Linked DNA regions of Mus musculus: region 2 is linked to region 1. A link is a contact called in public promoter capture Hi-C data. All regions are on one chromosome and are shown on one strand. The core of a region is the stretch at or near the end of the contact, and the rest is flanking DNA. Distances in the headings are between cores, read along the strand shown.

What was found. Promoter capture Hi-C pulls out the DNA fragments that hold promoters and counts their contacts.
Region 2: a promoter capture Hi-C map of embryonic stem cells shows a contact between it and region 1, with 2.7 times the contacts expected there. A contact is called at or near these places in 9 of 39 promoter capture datasets (the 3T3-L1 cell line, 3T3-L1-derived adipocytes, the C10 cell line and 6 more), 8 of 484 Hi-C or Micro-C datasets (the N1E-115 cell line, embryonic fibroblasts, embryonic stem cells and 1 more) and 3 of 130 datasets of targeted methods (the NIH/3T3 cell line, a beta-TC-6 cell line and embryonic stem cells).

Annotation. Positions count from the first base shown.
Region 1 is chr19:38,095,619-38,099,297 of GRCm38.p6, reverse strand. Ffar4 (free fatty acid receptor 4) reads right to left here and starts at 2,219. Exons shown (of 3, transcript NM_181748.2): 1 at 1,605-2,219. The coding sequence starts at 2,171.
Region 2 is chr19:38,317,834-38,322,089 of GRCm38.p6, reverse strand. The region is part of intron 2 of Gm9886 (a long non-coding RNA gene); the gene reads left to right. Among named protein-coding and RNA genes, the nearest start is that of Gm9886, 7.3 kb to the left of the region's middle.

The sequences.
Region 1 (3,679 bases), core at 970-3,469:
AATGCCTCCCAAGACCTTGAAAACAAACGTCATGAAAACAAGAGCTCCCCAGAAGCACCTGCAGTGAAATTCTGGAAGTACTGTAGAGGGCTCCAGGTTCAGCCATTCCCTCGAGTGGGGGCGGGGATGAGCACAGAGTGCTGAGCACAGGCAAGGGCCCCCTCACTCAAGCTGCATCGGGGTACAGTCTCAGTCTGGGGGTTGGCTGGGAGGAGACAAGACCTTTTTATTTCCTTATTAGTGTTATTTACCAGCCCAATAGGATTGTACCTGAATGAATTTTAAAAGGGACAGTCCACCTGGAAATTTAAGATATACTATTTGGTCTTAATTCTTGGAATTGGAATGCTTCTGTGTTAAGAGCAAGAAATTCTCTAAGTTCTATGAAAAATACAGCAATACTGTTGTAACTCATTGGGGGGGGGGCGTGCAGCTTAAACAAACAACCGAAGGCAGAGCTGCCCCCTTATTGGGCTACCCAACATTTTGAGACTGTCACAGCATTGCCATCCATGTTGGGACATGTTCATAGCTATCCACATTAGTATCCACATGTGGCCAGCTGGACATGCATGTGACCTAGCTGGTCCCTTTGGTGAGGAGTTAGATCTGAGCTTTCTGGAAGCATCCATGTGGCCTGCCCTGATGCTCAGGTGTATCTGGACTAAGGACAAGCCTGGAGTGAAAGAGGGATCTTCCTTGGTCTCTTCTAGGCCAGCAGTACCCATCAGCTCAGTTAACCCTGCATCACCTGTACCCACCAGGTACACATGGTCACATGGTTATGTGTTCTTTAATGAAGAGTCACAGGCCTGATTGGTTTCTGCTTATTAGTCATTCAAAGTCAGTACCAAACAAACACTCCCCTCTGTGAGTTGGGGGGGTTGATTTTTTTTTTTTTAAGATACCGTTTGTCAGGGTGTAGCCTTCATCCACCCTTGCCCTCAATTAAAAAAAAAAAAAAAAGCGATTGGTCTGTGGACACTGCCAACCCTGGAAGCCCTCCTCTGTGTTCGGAGGTTTGGGGGCTGAGGAGGGGGGTGAGTGGGGTTCACATAACCAGCATTTCTGGTCAGAGTATATGCGGGAACAGGAACCTTTCCCCCAGGGGACATCCCACTACTGTAGGATTTCTCCTTGAGACTGCTCTTCTAAGCAGGAGCCCAGCAATAAGGAAGATGCTGGGTGCCCCAGCTTCTTTGTCTGTTAAATAGATGCGATAATAACAGTAGCGTGACATTTGGAGAGAAAGCAGAAACTCTGTGAGAAGCCACCTCGCACCCTGTGTCCCACCTGGCTGTAAGCTCCCATTGCTTAATTAGCCTCATAATAGTCTCTGCAGTTTGCAAAAAGTCCGGGAAGGCCCCCTTAACACTTGTGAGGATTTACTTACCCACTTGGCACTGTGGGTAAACTGACGAAATTAAACTCCAGAGTATTGGGCACTGGGTCTGCCAAAAAGGATACAATTCCACCCACGACCTATTATTGTTACTAGTCACTATCCCCCACCCCCACCCCCGGCCCACGGCTTTGGTCAGATCCTTGCCTCCCACCAGCAGCCCGCCTGGATACTTGTTGCGTTGCACGCAGCCAGCGCTCACCTGGTCCCCGCCGGGAAGGCGCTGCGGGACCACGCGGAACAAGATGCAGAGGGGCAGCGCGGCGAGCGCCGAGTAACCCCATATGAAAGCCAGCAGTGCCGCCTGAGTCCGCCGCCCCGGGCCGCTCAAGCCGCGCCGGAGGCGCACGATGCACACCATGCGCTCCAGGCTGACCGCGGCCAGTGTGAGGATCGTGACGCTGCCGCTCATTGTCATCACGTAGAAGAGCAGGTGGCAGACGACGGGCCCCAACAGCCAGGCCTCAGTCCAGCGCACGACGAGCACTAGAGGGATGGCGCTGGTGAAGAGCAAATCCGCGCAGAAGAGGTTGAGCACCAGGCTGGCTGTCGCCCCACGGCGCCGACGGCGCGCCACCAGCACTAGAGCACACACGTTGCCCAGCAGTGAGACGACAAAGATGAGCCCCAGAACGGTGGTCTCCACGACGCTCAACACCAACCGGTGGTCGCCCTTGACATCCGAGAAGAAAGGGAAGTGGGTGCGATTGACTTGGTCCAGGGTGTGCGAGGGGCCAGGGCCCGTCGTCTGTGCACACTCAGGGGACATGCCGGGCGCCCGGCCGCCCGCCGCTGTCTGAGAGAGCGCTCATCTGCGAGGTAACTGAATGCCAAGGCGGGGAAAGAGGGAGGGAGGAGGTTGCGACACCTCCCCTCTGTCACCCTCCCGCCCGAGTTGCCCAGGCTCTGGGCGTAGGAGCTGCGTCCAGGGCGCACCGGAACGAGGAAGTGCCTGGCAACACTGGCCTGAACACCGTGGGTGGGAAGGTGGCCACCAAGGCAGAGACCTCAGACCCTTGGGCAGTCTAAGTGCTCTTAAGCCAGAAAATTAAAGAATCTCCGCCTCCCTGTCCCTGCCCCGCCCCCCCCCCCCCCCCCGCCCCCGAGGCCGCCTTCTTCATCTTTCATGGACACTGATTACTGAAATCCTACTTAAGCTAACCCTGATCGAAGAGTGTCAGAGTTGAACTTGGGAAATGGTGCGGACCAGTGTAGTTCAGACTGCTCTAAAGAAATCCCATAGGTAGGAGGTTGATCCCAAAACAACTTGTAATGGGCCAGTGTTTATCTGATTTGGGGGTGAGTTAATCTCCTTATATACCAGTTTGTTTGTTTGCGTTTGCAAAATAGGAAGAATTACTTTGCCTGAGAATTTGGTTCTTTGTGTAGAGCATACACCTAGTGTGAGGGAGGCCCTGGGTTTGATACTCAGCACGGAAGTGCAGGGAGGGGTGAGAGGGAGGATGAGGGGAGGGAGAGAGGTCAGGTGCACAGTCAAGCTTTGAAAGTGCCTCAGGCTCCCAGGGTGAGAGCACTTGACCTTCTGATTCTGTTAGAGAAGAAACCTGAGCCTCTGCGAGAATGACTTTGCTAAGGTGGCCTTTGGTGACTAATAGACGTTCCTGGACCCCTAGACTTCCTTCTTGCCATTAAACCACCCACCATTGCTTCTGGTTTCCTTTTCTAGAAAATGAGATAACTAGTCAGTTAAAAGTGTGTTTGGGGACTGAGATCTAAAGACCACTTCTCTAAGTACTCCAACCACCTAAGACCTCATGCCCTCTCCCTTTGCCACACCCCCAGGCCTCTCCTCCTGCCTATTCTGCCTGGTGGTTTGTCTCCAGGTATTTATGAAGAACAGCATGTGCCCGTTGAAGTTGACGGTGGTGCCTGGAAGCGCATGCATGTGCGCCTCTGCTTATCACCCGCATGTGACTCCAAGTACATGCTGTGACTTCTAACATGATGTGCAGATCCTATGTCAGTGGGAGAGAGGCACAGCTGGAGGTTTGGGTAGCTTCAAGTTGGAAAGTGGAACCAGTGGGGGCTGGGCACTGCTGGAAAAGCCAAAAAAAGAAAAAGAAAAAAAAAAAAAAGAGTGAAACGAAGGGGCCTCAGAGATGGGACTTTGGGAACTGTCTGATTGGGGTCAAGAGATACTAGCTCTGTGTAGAGAGGTGGGAAAAGTGAGGGAGGAAAGGAGAGGAAGGGAGGGAGGGAGAGAGGGAAGGAGGGAGAGAGGGAGGGAGAGATCAGAATGGACAACTGAAAGGAACA
Region 2 (4,256 bases), core at 75-2,574, 220 kb before region 1:
CTTGCCGTAGCATTCGTGACAAAGTAGCTGAGAATGTAGACATCTCCAATATCAGCATTAGGTCACTGTCCCCTTACAAATTCTTATTTTTATGTGTATGTATGTGAGTTTATGTACACCATGTATGTGGGGGGGGTGCTGTGGAGGCCAGAATAAGGCATCAGTTTCACTGCTGGAACTAGAGTTCCATCCTACAGGCAACCACCTGCTGTGGGTGCTGGGATCTGACTCCAGGTGCCCTTAACTGCTGAGCCATCTCTCTACTCCTAGGTTGCCCTTTAAACTTTCTCCCCGGGAGAGAAGAAGATTTAGAAGTTGCTAACTATGAAATGCTGGAAATAAAGGGGACTGAATTTAGATAGTTCAAAGTCCTGGGTTATTTATGATCAATAATACCAAATTTCATTTCATAATATTCAAGGATGTAGGTGTGACTAGGAGTGTACTTCTAGGTAGATGCTGTAAGCCCTTTTAGTTGATAGATCTGTTATAAGGGGTCTGTGTGCTGCTCCCAAGTGTAAGCATAGCAGTGCACATCTGGCTCAGTCATCAATGACTGCCAGGACACTGGCATACTGACCTCAATATAGGTATATGAGGCAGCAAAACCACCATCAAGCCAACAATGGTCTCCACAAGATAGCTGAGCTGGAAGGGGAGGGGACTTATTATTGCCTTTCCTTTATGAGGAAAACTTCCCACTGAAAAAGCTATTCAAGTGTTATATGAAGGTCACATGAGGGCCAGCAAGATGATTCAGTGCATAAAGGTATTTGCTGCCAAGCCTGCTGACCTGAGTTCAATCCTAAGGACCTACATGGTAGAAGGAAAGAATGGACTCTTGATAGGTGTTTTCACACACACACACACACACACACACACACACGTACATGATAAATAAATGTATACAATATATTTTAAAAAGAAAGTCCCTTTAAATATTAAACAAAGTGCTGGGGGTGATGCATGTCTTTAATCCCCGCACTTGGGAGGCAGAGACAGGAGGGTCTCTGGGTTTGAGGGCAGCCTGGACTACAGAGTTCTGTGTACTAGTCCTACATAGAGAAAAGCTGTCTCTACAACCATAAAAAAAAAAAAAGACAAAGCAATTCCAGTAATAGCAGGAGCCCTTCCCCACCCCTCTCCAGTCTCCTGAAACAGAGACTTTCAGCTGTTTTGTGTTTCTAATGATACCTACTTCTGTATTCTAATTGGGGTAGTGTGCAAGGGCTGAAATTCCTTACGTTATCTGTCCTGGATACGCAGTTGTTGACTTATTATTAGAATGGGTGGAGATTTAAATTTCTCAGCGCTATCTCCCAGGGCCCTTCCCATTTCCCTCCCTAGGCCCAGGACCAGTGATAGAGGCCATGACAGCAGGGACAGCAGTCCCCAGAGTACGGGCTGCTTAAGCTTGCATTCAAGCTTTGTGACCTCAGGGAATGAATGTAAGCTCTCCAGCCTAACAGATACGTTGACAATAAGAGCGACATAGGTGAATGAAAAAACAGATTGGGTTAAACTATTGGAGCAGTTACATTAGCTGGGAGTAAGTGTTTCATAATGCTGGCTTCAAGTTAAGTTTTGTAATTGTTAAATTTAAAGAATTACACTTAGGGGCTGGGGCAATGGTTCAATTGGTAATGTGTTTGCTACATAAGCGCAAGAAGAAAACCCAGCTTTGACAGTCCTGCTGTCAAACCTGGGACCCAGTGCTGAAGAGGCAGAGACAGGAGAATCCCCTGTGCTCATTGGTCAGTCAGTGAGAGACTCTGTCTCAAGCAGTAACAGAGAATTGAGGACACATGGCATTGCCCTCTGCTGTCCCCCGCCCCCCACATGCACACACAAGCAGGCATGTACGCAGGTACACTCATGCACACATACATACATGTAAACATATGCTCACACTCACATATGTAAACACAAACACACACATAGATTCTGTATTCAGATCACTGCAAATATATAAATATTAGTCCCTGCTAAACATTAGTCGGTTTTTCTGCTTTCGTGACTTGTTCCCCGGAAGCTAATAATTGCATTGGTACTTATTTAGTTTTCGGTGAATCTGATAACTGATTCTCAAACCCTCCTCAAGCTCAATAGCAACAATACGTTATCAATAACTTCTCACTTCATTTTAACCCTGGGGACCCCCCCTCCCATCGTCCCAGGAAGCTTCTATACACCTTTACCTTCTGGTCATTTTGTTGCCGACTGCATAGACATTTCAGAATGAGGGTCAACAAGTTGGCTCAGGAAATAAAGGTGCTTGCTGCCAAACCTAACAAGGTGAGTTCAATCCTAGGACCTACACGGTGGAAGGAGCCAACCGATTGCTCCAAGTTGTCCTCTAACCTCCACACATGTACATGTGCATGGATACAAACAAACAGAAACTTTAAAAAGGAAATCTTAGAACTGCCTTCTCGTCTGCCTTAAATTCTGTTTTCAAATCCCGATCCCACATCCCTTTCTTTGACAGTCTATTCTCTCGTTTTGGTGGGGAACACTCTGCAGTATCTTCTAGGGAAAGATTCATAGGAAGTAAAAGTTACGTGATGCTTTCATGACTTGTGCCCCCTGAAGTTAGTAAGTGCATCATTTTTGCTGTGTTTTGTGTCCCTAGGTCTGGAATCTTCATTTCTTTCTTTGGACAGTAGGGGCGATAAACACATCACTGCAATAATTAAGTGATTAAATGTGTGAAATCTATTTAGCACATTTCCTACATATTGGCAAACGCTCAGGCAAAAGTCATTCTCAGAATTTATCTCCATCATCAACACTTTCAGTCTATTCTCTGCAGGTGGCGAGACCATTAAAGATGGGCATGAGCCAGAAGTCACTGCATTAAATGGAAAACTGCATTTTAGGAAATAAATTTAGAGTGATGCTGATGTGGAAAAGGAGCCACTTTCTCTTCTGCTGGTGAGCTCCTGTTTCAGATGACTCTTTCCTTGGAAAGGGCAGCGTGGCTGCCTTCTCCTTGCCTTGAGATGAAAACTTCAGGGCTTCCTCATAGTTCAGACTTGCTTCTTCTAAACTTAGCTTTCCTGAAGATATCTAGTCTTTTTTTTTTTAAATCTTAAACCAAGCTGCAGGAAAGAAGAGTGGAGCTTTTCTTTCAATCCCTGCCTTCAATTAACATCAGCTTCCTAATCTGGCCATCCACAGAATCATAGAAGCCTTATGTCATCAGAGCTAATAGAGCATGGGCCAAAGAGATGGCTCAGTGGGTACAGATACTTGCTGCCAAGCCCGATGGCCTGAGTTCAGTTCCCAGGACCCACACGGTGGAAGGAGAGAATTGATTCCACAAGTTGTCATCTTCTACACACATATGTATCTCCTTTTAGGAAATACTCAAAATTTCTGGCTTTGTGGTACAAATGAAGGTGAACATGAGCATTTTGTTGAGAGAGCTTTTTCTATTTGGTCTTTTAACATAGTGTATCTGCTTATTCATATGCTATTCCAAATACTAGTCTTTTTTCCCCTCTAAACTTTGGTGATTCTGTGCTAAAAATGCTTCCCATTTGGTGAGTAAAATGCCACACCTGTCAAACACCAACATACCAAATGCTGCCTGCAGATCCCTAACCAGGCAAAGCCAAGCGAGAGGAAACTGGCAAGCTCCATAGCCTCATCTCGAACATCTCAACAAGTTATTCCGCAGAATCTGGCCACGTCTTCACTGTCTTCCAAACCTCTAAGTTTCTTCCCCTTTCCCCACCCTGCCCCAAACCCTCTACAACAGAGAGCTACAGACTTTTTCCAAATTGGAAAAGACATGAGGACAGTCCTGATCAAGTTAAAATATTTTATTAAAAAAAAGAAGGAGGAGGAGGAGGAGGAGGAGGAGGAGGAGGAGGAGGAGGAGGAGGAGGAGGAGGAGAAGAAGAAGAAGAAGAAGAAGAAGAAGAAGAAGAAGGAAGAAGGAAGAAGAAGAAGGAAGAAGAAGAAGAAGAAGAAGAAGAAGAAGAAGAAGAAGAAGAAGAAGAAGAAGAAGAAGAAGAAGAAGAAGAAGAAGCCCAAAGCAACTTGGACATCACACTCTGGATGACATTTCAGCCCAGAACTTTGGGGGAACCTTCCCAAACCAAGACTTCAGAATCCACTAGAGAACATTGCAAAAGAAAAATGGAAGACAGGAGCCTGGTATGGCTGTCCTCTGGGAGGTTCTGCCAGCACCTAAGACAGATGCAGATACTCACAGCCAAGCACTGGACTGAGCCCCAGTGAAAGAGTTA